Regions from separate parts of the Mus musculus genome. Here region 1 is linked to region 2. Evidence: chromatin contacts called from public HiChIP or PLAC-seq data. All regions are on one chromosome and are shown on one strand. Each heading gives the region's core, a stretch centred on a gene start, on an enhancer-like site or on the middle of the called end of the contact. The rest is flanking DNA. Distances are from core to core; before and after follow the strand shown. Region 1 holds the start of A430018G15Rik (RIKEN cDNA A430018G15 gene). Region 2 holds the start of Tnfaip6 (tumor necrosis factor alpha induced protein 6).

Region 1 (3,634 bases), core at 470-2,969, 390 kb after region 2:
CACTAGTCTCACTAAATTCAAGACTGTAGAGGACAGAACTAGAATAAGAACACTTATTACCCACACAAATATCACCAGTTCTACAACAATGTAACCTTTAGTACTTCAAACCTAGAGATTAAATATTCAAAAACTGTAGACCCCACAAATCCCTCCTGTGCTAGGTGAGAGTATCTAAACCCACAGAATTATGAAGCCACTAGAAACCACTACCCCGTCACACGTTCTCTGCTGACCAGACAGAGCTAATGGAAATATCCTCTTTATTGCCTTCCACTTCATTTAGTACCGTTATCTTAGGTATCATTTTTAAAAAAATTATTATTAAAAAAAGCAGAACCCACTAGGGATTACAAGTCCCATAAAACCAGCTCTATCCCAGAGGAGGAGCAAGCCCGGCAACTGCTCCTTCTAAATAGTAGGCGCCACCGTTCATTAAGTTTTAACTGGAAAAAGTGGGGGTGCGACAACGCTACCAGCTTATACAAGAGAAAAACTGTACGTGCTTGACAGATGGAATGAACTGCAAGTAGAGCTTTTTTTAAAAAAAAGCACTATATTTCATTTCAGTAACTATGTAGTTCTGTTAGGACCATATTCTCTCCAGTATCACACACCCATTTTGTAATTTTTTTTTTTAATAAATCCCCTATGCCTTTCCGTGGCAAATGTCTGCATTTAGGCGAACTTAACACAGTAACCTGCTAGTTACCTAATGCTAATGAAGCCTGCCTCCCGAGGCAGGCTTTTAAAAGCTTTCAGCGAAACACTTTAACAAGGGCCAAAAACAAAACAAAACAAAACAAAACCCAAAACCTTCTAATAACCTAAGAAAGAAAACGACCTTAGGCTTGACCTTTACCACTGAGACAAACGGCGCAAAGGAGAGACACTCCATCACTATTCCGCAGCGAGGGTCTCCCCGCCCATCCCCCCCACCCCCACCCCCACCCCCACCCCCCAAAGCGAACCAGACGGATCCAGCACTAGTTCCAGTTTTCCGCATTCTGCAAGCCGTGGGCTCGGTGGCGCCGCTAGGGTCAGGGCCCTCGGTCCTCACTCTAGAACCCCAGCTGTTGCCCGTGCGGCCCAAACACAATTGCGGGCAGGCGACGGGGATGGAAGCAGGCCAGGCAGCGCGCTGGGCCCTCGGCGTGGGGCAGGGCACCTTTTGCGCTCGCGATCAAATCGGAGAAATGGGTGTATGGCGGGAGGAACCTCTCCCCAGCTCCCCGGAGACAAAGGCGACCCTCCTGCCCGACAAGGGCCGGGACCTCCCCGCCCGGCCCAGCCTCACCCTGGTGATTGAACAGCCTCCAGATCCGGGTAAAGAGAATTCCCATCCTCGGGCAGCGGAGCCCTCCAGCCTCCCGGGCTCAGGCTGCGGGGCAGAAGGACGCGCCGGGGCCTCCGCCTCTGCTCCCGCGCCGGCCGCGCGCCCGCTTCCAGGGACCCGCGGGGAGGCCGCAGCCCAGGCCGCCCAGCCACGCGCGAGGCCCCGCCGCTACCGCCGCGGCGCTCGCCTGGCTCGCGGACATCGCCGCCGCGTTGTCTGCTCGAACCTCGCGGGCCACCGTCCTCCCCCAGCTCCTCTCCGGCGGTGGCTCGGGCAGGGGCGGGGCGGAGCGAGGGGACTGCGCAGGCGCCGTGCCCGGAGGCGGAGCGAGGGAGCTGGAGGCGGGGCAAGGGGGCTGGAGGCGGGGCGAGGGGCTGGGAGGCCTCTGCGGCGCGGAGGGTCAGTGGAAGGAAGGCTGCGGCGCTTTAGGCGCGCCAATGTCGGGGATTTGAGGTTGTTTCTAAGTCACAATGCAAATATGTAACCATACTCAACTCCAAAAGTGCCAGGTTTGGACCCCGACGATGGTAAGCTTTAAGTCTCTTTAGAGCCTATTTTCCCTGACAAGCAGCAGAAATCATTGGCCTATTTTTTTTTTTTTTTTTTTTTTTTTTGTCGCTGCGGTTTTTCGTACTTCTACCTTTGCTTCTCAGCGCTCTTCCCTCTCCAATCTCCCTCTGCTCTCAGGCCACTCTTGGCTAGAACACTTTTCCTTAAGTATCTCCCCGGTTTAAAAATCTTAAGGCACAAAAGCCGTCTGAGCTGAGTCCAAAAAGACTGTAGACAAGAAACTCACTGGTCTTCACGATATGATCGTCTTTTTCTCTCATTCAGGAGTCACCATCATGTTAAATAGATGGCCAAATGCTGTCTGTGCTCTTCATTCTGCTGCTTGCCTAAAGTTTAAACAGTTGTGCCTCCTGGTATGCGAGTGTCCAGCTCTGCGCCCCTGCGCACCCCCACCCCCACTCCCCGCAGGATAAGTGGCTGAAAAGTAAAATATAAGTAATCGCTGGCGAACTTGATCCGAACGAAGAGTTCTTGCCTGTGTTTTGTTTTTGTTTACTTTAGTTCCCTTTAGCTAAACAGGTAGACTCTAGATCTCCATATTCCTGATGTAGGAACAGGGTCGATTCCTGAGGTTAACTGACGACTGTGATAGTTTTGACTCAAAGAGAAACTGGGGTTGTCTACTTCTTCCACACACATAAACAAACAAAAAGAGTAGAATCAGCATCATCTCTTTCTATCCTCTTTAAGTTTGTAAAAGGGAGGGAAAAAAAAAAGGCAGAGACGGAAAAATGTGGGAGACTTGTGAAAGGCCCTTTCGAGCTGTTCCCGACCTTATCCTCAACAGCCACATGAAATGAAGCACTATACTCTGCCTGACTCCTAACCATATACTACCGTATAGCTCAATGTATGGGAAAGAGTTCTTCATCTTCTTTGGGGGCTTGCGTTCAAATGCCAGTCTTAGAGGAGGCATACATAAAGGAGAATTAGATCTGGATATACTTAATAGCCAGTGGGCTGTTTAGAAGATCAATGTTCGCATAACCAACTTACATGAGCTCTTTAGTGATTCCATTCCCATCCAGTTTAGGCAGGGCTTTAGCGGCTCTGAGTCATTTTACAAATTCCCACATGTCTTTGGCAACTTATTAATGTATGCCAGACCTACATTTACCCATGAAGTTAGAGATCTGTGTTTTAGAACTCTATTAAGGAAATGGTCTCTTAGGCTATTTTCCAAGTGTCCCTCACAGAAGGGGGGATGGAGTTGACTAGTAGAATCTTGGCTGACTTTAGTAGACAAAATACAAAATTGTTAACTATAGATGTAACTGGGAATCTTTAATGAGGGATATCAAACATTTTGTTCTTCCTTCTGAGACCTTCTAAATATTTTATCCATTTTTAAAGTCATGAGCAAAATGCCATGAAAGACCTCAGCTTCAAGGCAGGAGAGAGTAAAACATGTGCTTTACCATTCTACAGTTAACAAGCAGAATACTGGATACAACACAAGAAACAACTGTTTCCAGATACTGGGAAACAGCCTGTGGAACTAAAGAGAAACAGTGAGCTTTGCCATTGCTCTGTATTTGCCCTCCTTAGCAAAAACAATTCCCAGGCAACTCCAGAGGGAGTGGATAGCCAAATAAGAGGGGGACAGTCTCTTACCATGAAGACACAGCTGTGTGCTTCCGGAGTCAGGGAGGCTAGAATTAGGGAAGCAGTCTTTACCTCCATATGACTCATACAGGGTGAAACCCTAGGTTGTTGACTAGTAATAGT
Region 2 (3,814 bases), core at 802-3,301:
ATGGGCATTCATGAGGCAACACACACACAAAATCTAAAAATATGTTTTAAAATAGGAATAGAGACGCTAAGTAGCAAAGACTGAGCAGCAAGAAAAAGGAAAGCTACATAAAGTGCCTATCAACCAACATCAGGAAATGCCTCTATAACAGTGTGATGTGAGCAGACACATCACCTAAGCGTCTTGCATTTTTGTGGGGAAGGGGAATTTGGGGGGCTGGAAGGCATGCTGACCTTCCCAGATCATCTCATACTTTGATCATTTTCGAACAAGTTCAATGGATCTAGGAAAGTTGGGCCATACTTGCATTAACTTCATCATCATCTACCTGTCACCAGAATGTTTGACTGGTGCCTTCTTTCCGCAACTTGTGAGCGATGGCAAAAGAACTCAGGAGAAGCACCAGCATGTATACAATAGGCAGAACTCACTACCAAGTACAGCACACCCTTGAGGGTGCGAGGGAGCCCGCTGTGGTGGCACAGATGCCCCGGTGGCACACACCTTTAATCTCAGCACTCAGGAGGCAGAGATAGAGGCAGAGGCAGGTTGACCTCTGGGAGTTCGAGCCCAACTTTATCTATATAGCCAAGTTCTAGGACAACCGGGGCTACATAGACGGAGATCCTATCGCCAAGAAAACAACAACAACAAAAGAAATAGTACACAATAGCCAAAAGGTTCAGAGATACTACTACCACAATCCGCATGGGGCTTTTGTTTTGTTTTGTTTTGTTTGCTTTTTGGCTTTTTTTTTTTTAACAGATGTTTTTTCTGAGAGGCTTTGTGGTGTTCAAATGATTGATGAGCCTGTTTGTGTGGATTCTGACAGGAAAGAGGATGGTATGGTATATCTTTGTGTCTGCCTGGTACTGATGATTGGACCTAGGATCTTACACATGTTATAGGCATGCTCTACCGCTGAGCTGTCTCCCCCCTCCCCCTCCCCGTACCCCTCCCCCTCTCCCTCTCCCACAGTCGGTCTCCTTTTCTTATTCTGAGACAGTCTCATTAAGTTGCCCAGAGTGACAGGCATGAGGACAGGCTGAGTGGGTGGGCACATAAGCATCTCTGGAAAGAGACCGTTTTGTAGGTCAGGCCTGCTGCAATTACAGTCCCGTACCATTGGGCCTGGCTGGTCTGTATCAGACAAGCCTCTTGCTACATAGTAATCTTGCTACATAGTAATCTTAAATTTCCTAGAGTCAGGCTTAGTTACCCATTAATGACTGACTTTCTAGGCAGTTCAGGATGCCATGTCTACCCCCAGAACCAGAAATATGACCGAAATCCTATTCTTCTGACCAGTAGTGAAGAGCTCCCGCCTATTTTCATGCAGGCTATGACTGTAAGGAGTCTAGCCATCCCACCCCCCACCCCCCACCCCGCAGGAGTCCTTCAAACCTGCTAGTATCTAACTACTTAAAATACGCCTTGTGTTAACATAGCGAAATATTTAGATAGTCCAAGAATGTCCTAAGACTCTCAAACTGGGTTCCTTTTCTCAAAACTGGTGTATTTACGGGGGGGGGGGGTCCTGTCTTGCTGGGTTTGCCAAGCTACATACACCTTTGTACCTTTGTTATAAATCTTCACAGACTTATTTGGCAATGTATAGCAAAAACTAAAGCGATACTATCACACTCAAGACCACGAAGATTAGGGTCAAGTCACAGACTCCCAAATTAACAATTCAAACAGGACCTTCAGGATTTCTCAGAGAATTCCGCTGGAGTTCGGCTTTTTTTTTTTTTTTTTTTTTACCGCTTCTTAATCTGCAACAAACGCCACAAACTTTCTAACTGAAAAGTGCTGGTGACTGACAGAAATAAACGAACTTGTTTCTGAGAAAGAGACTTTAAAACGTAGATGCTCATCCCCCGCCCTCCGTTCTGGTTGCCAATGCAAATGAGTCAGAGGGCTTGCTTCAGACACTGAACTAATTGTGTAACTCCGCAACGGAAAGTGCCATTGGAGAATACATGCTGACCTCACAGCCGAAAAAAACTATTTAAAAGATGTGGAAACCAGATGTTTCAGCCGCATTCCAGCCGCTGCTCTGAGAATTTCGTGTGGGCAGCCCCGACATTGTAACCGGCTCTGCAACCGAAGAGATGGTCGTCCTCCTTTGCTTATGCGTCTTGCTGTGGGAAGAGGCTCACGGATGGGGATTCAAGAACGGGATCTTTCATAACTCCATATGGCTTGGTAAGAAACTTCACTCGCGAGCTTCATGTTGGGAATATCGATCCATTGACATCATAGAGGACTGAATGGAAGGAGTGAAATTTTCTAGTGTGTTCAAAGCTGGTGTTTTCACAGAAAATACTTTAGAGAGACAGTGACTGGCATGCCATTAAACAAAGAAAGTTTTCTTTTAAAATTGAAGGCTATCCTTTTATACAATATATTGTTCAACAACAACAAAAAAGAGGTTAAGATGTGCTAACATTGTAAAAATATATTTCAAGATTTCAAAGCAGATATGGTCGCTGACTGGTGGGTATTTCTTTATGGAACTAAAACACTACTATAACGTTTTTGTTTTGTTTTCCCACTGCACTGGCAGTAAGGTTTTAGGTGAGATGATGCAGGCTGACCTGCAGCATCTCTGAGCTCTGTGGACTCTGAGCTACAGGGTACAGCTTAACTTTTCTGTCTTTCAACTGTTCTAACAAGGCTCGAGTGTGGCTGGTGCAGGAAAGAAGATGAAAATGCTTTGTCCTTTTTAGTACGTTCATCAGGTTTGGCTCTTTCTGTCATGGGAGTACGTTCCTAGACCTTTGGTTAAATGGGGAAAGTTCTTTTTGCTGTTTTTGTTAAGTGTAAGGAATGACTTGGGCTAAACGCTGAAGATGAACAAAAGACCAGCAAATGAATATTAACACAGAAAACTCAGAATTCCCATTATAGCACTCAGAACAACACTTGAATCCTTATCATTTAAGTTGGATGCTACATTTTGTTCATTATTGTATTTAGTAGAGAATTTTTTTGATTGCTTGTTGGAGGGATCATCTTATTCTTGTGCAGAATAAACAAAACAAACAAACAAACAAACAAAAAACAGACAAAGCAAAATCAACCTAGATCTTGGTTTTTTGCTTGCTAGGCAACACATGGCTGTAGACTATTTTTCCCTCTCAGCAGTATTCTCTGTGGTAGAAACTGCAGCCATGAGGATCTCATTAGCTGGATTTGAAATGCACAGCCCTGCCGCCTCTTTTTCCAACTTGAGCCGAAACTAGTCGCAGTGTGACCATTTGGTCAAGATGGGCTCTGAAATTTGGTAGACGTGTACATGCAATCCAACTGAGGTAATACAGACACATTCGTCAGAAATGGGGAAACACCATAAAGCTGGTAGGAATTGAAGTCATGTGGGGAGATCTTGAAAGGCTGTCAAATTCTCCTGGGTTGGGGTGATTTGAAGTCATTGTTTTTGTAATGTTTTGAATGTGTATGCTACAGAACTGTAAACCTGAGTAAAAAGCAGTTCTGCCCTGAAGGTGGAGTGAAGCGAGCCCAGCCTTTGTGAGGAGCACAGCACAGAGGCTTGAGACCCTGTCAAATGCTTCAATCTGGGACGAATTACTGACTAGTCAGCCCAGCACAAATTGGTTACAGTTGGTTGGGTCAATATAATATTAGAAACTGTTCAGGGAGAAAAGAGAGCTGGGTTCAAAGGGAAGGATCTGGTAACAACTGTGAAGAACAGGACGTTTGAACTCTGTGACTTCTAATTTCTTTAACGGCAACTCACCAAGAAAGGAACAGACTCACGAGAAATCAGTCAATGTGGGTCTCGAAACTG

The links. HiChIP or PLAC-seq counts read pairs in DNA pulled down with a chosen protein or histone mark.
Region 1: an H3K4me3 HiChIP or PLAC-seq map of bone marrow-derived macrophages shows a contact between it and region 2, with 5 times the contacts expected there. The contact joins the promoter of A430018G15Rik here to the promoter of Tnfaip6 in region 2. A contact is called at or near these places in 1 of 115 datasets of contacts at active chromatin or transcription factors (bone marrow-derived macrophages) and 2 of 9 other capture datasets (adipose tissue and liver).

What each region holds. Positions count from the first base shown.
Region 1 is chr2:52,423,293-52,426,926 of GRCm38.p6, forward strand. A430018G15Rik (RIKEN cDNA A430018G15 gene) reads left to right here and starts at 1,720. Exons shown (of 3, transcript NR_165461.1): 1 at 1,720-1,863. Arl5a (ADP-ribosylation factor-like 5A) reads right to left here and starts at 1,582. Exons shown (of 6, transcript NM_182994.2): 1 at 1,298-1,582. The coding sequence starts at 1,343.
Region 2 is chr2:52,036,062-52,039,875 of GRCm38.p6, forward strand. Tnfaip6 (tumor necrosis factor alpha induced protein 6) reads left to right here and starts at 2,052. Exons shown (of 6, transcript NM_009398.2): 1 at 2,052-2,208. The coding sequence starts at 2,115.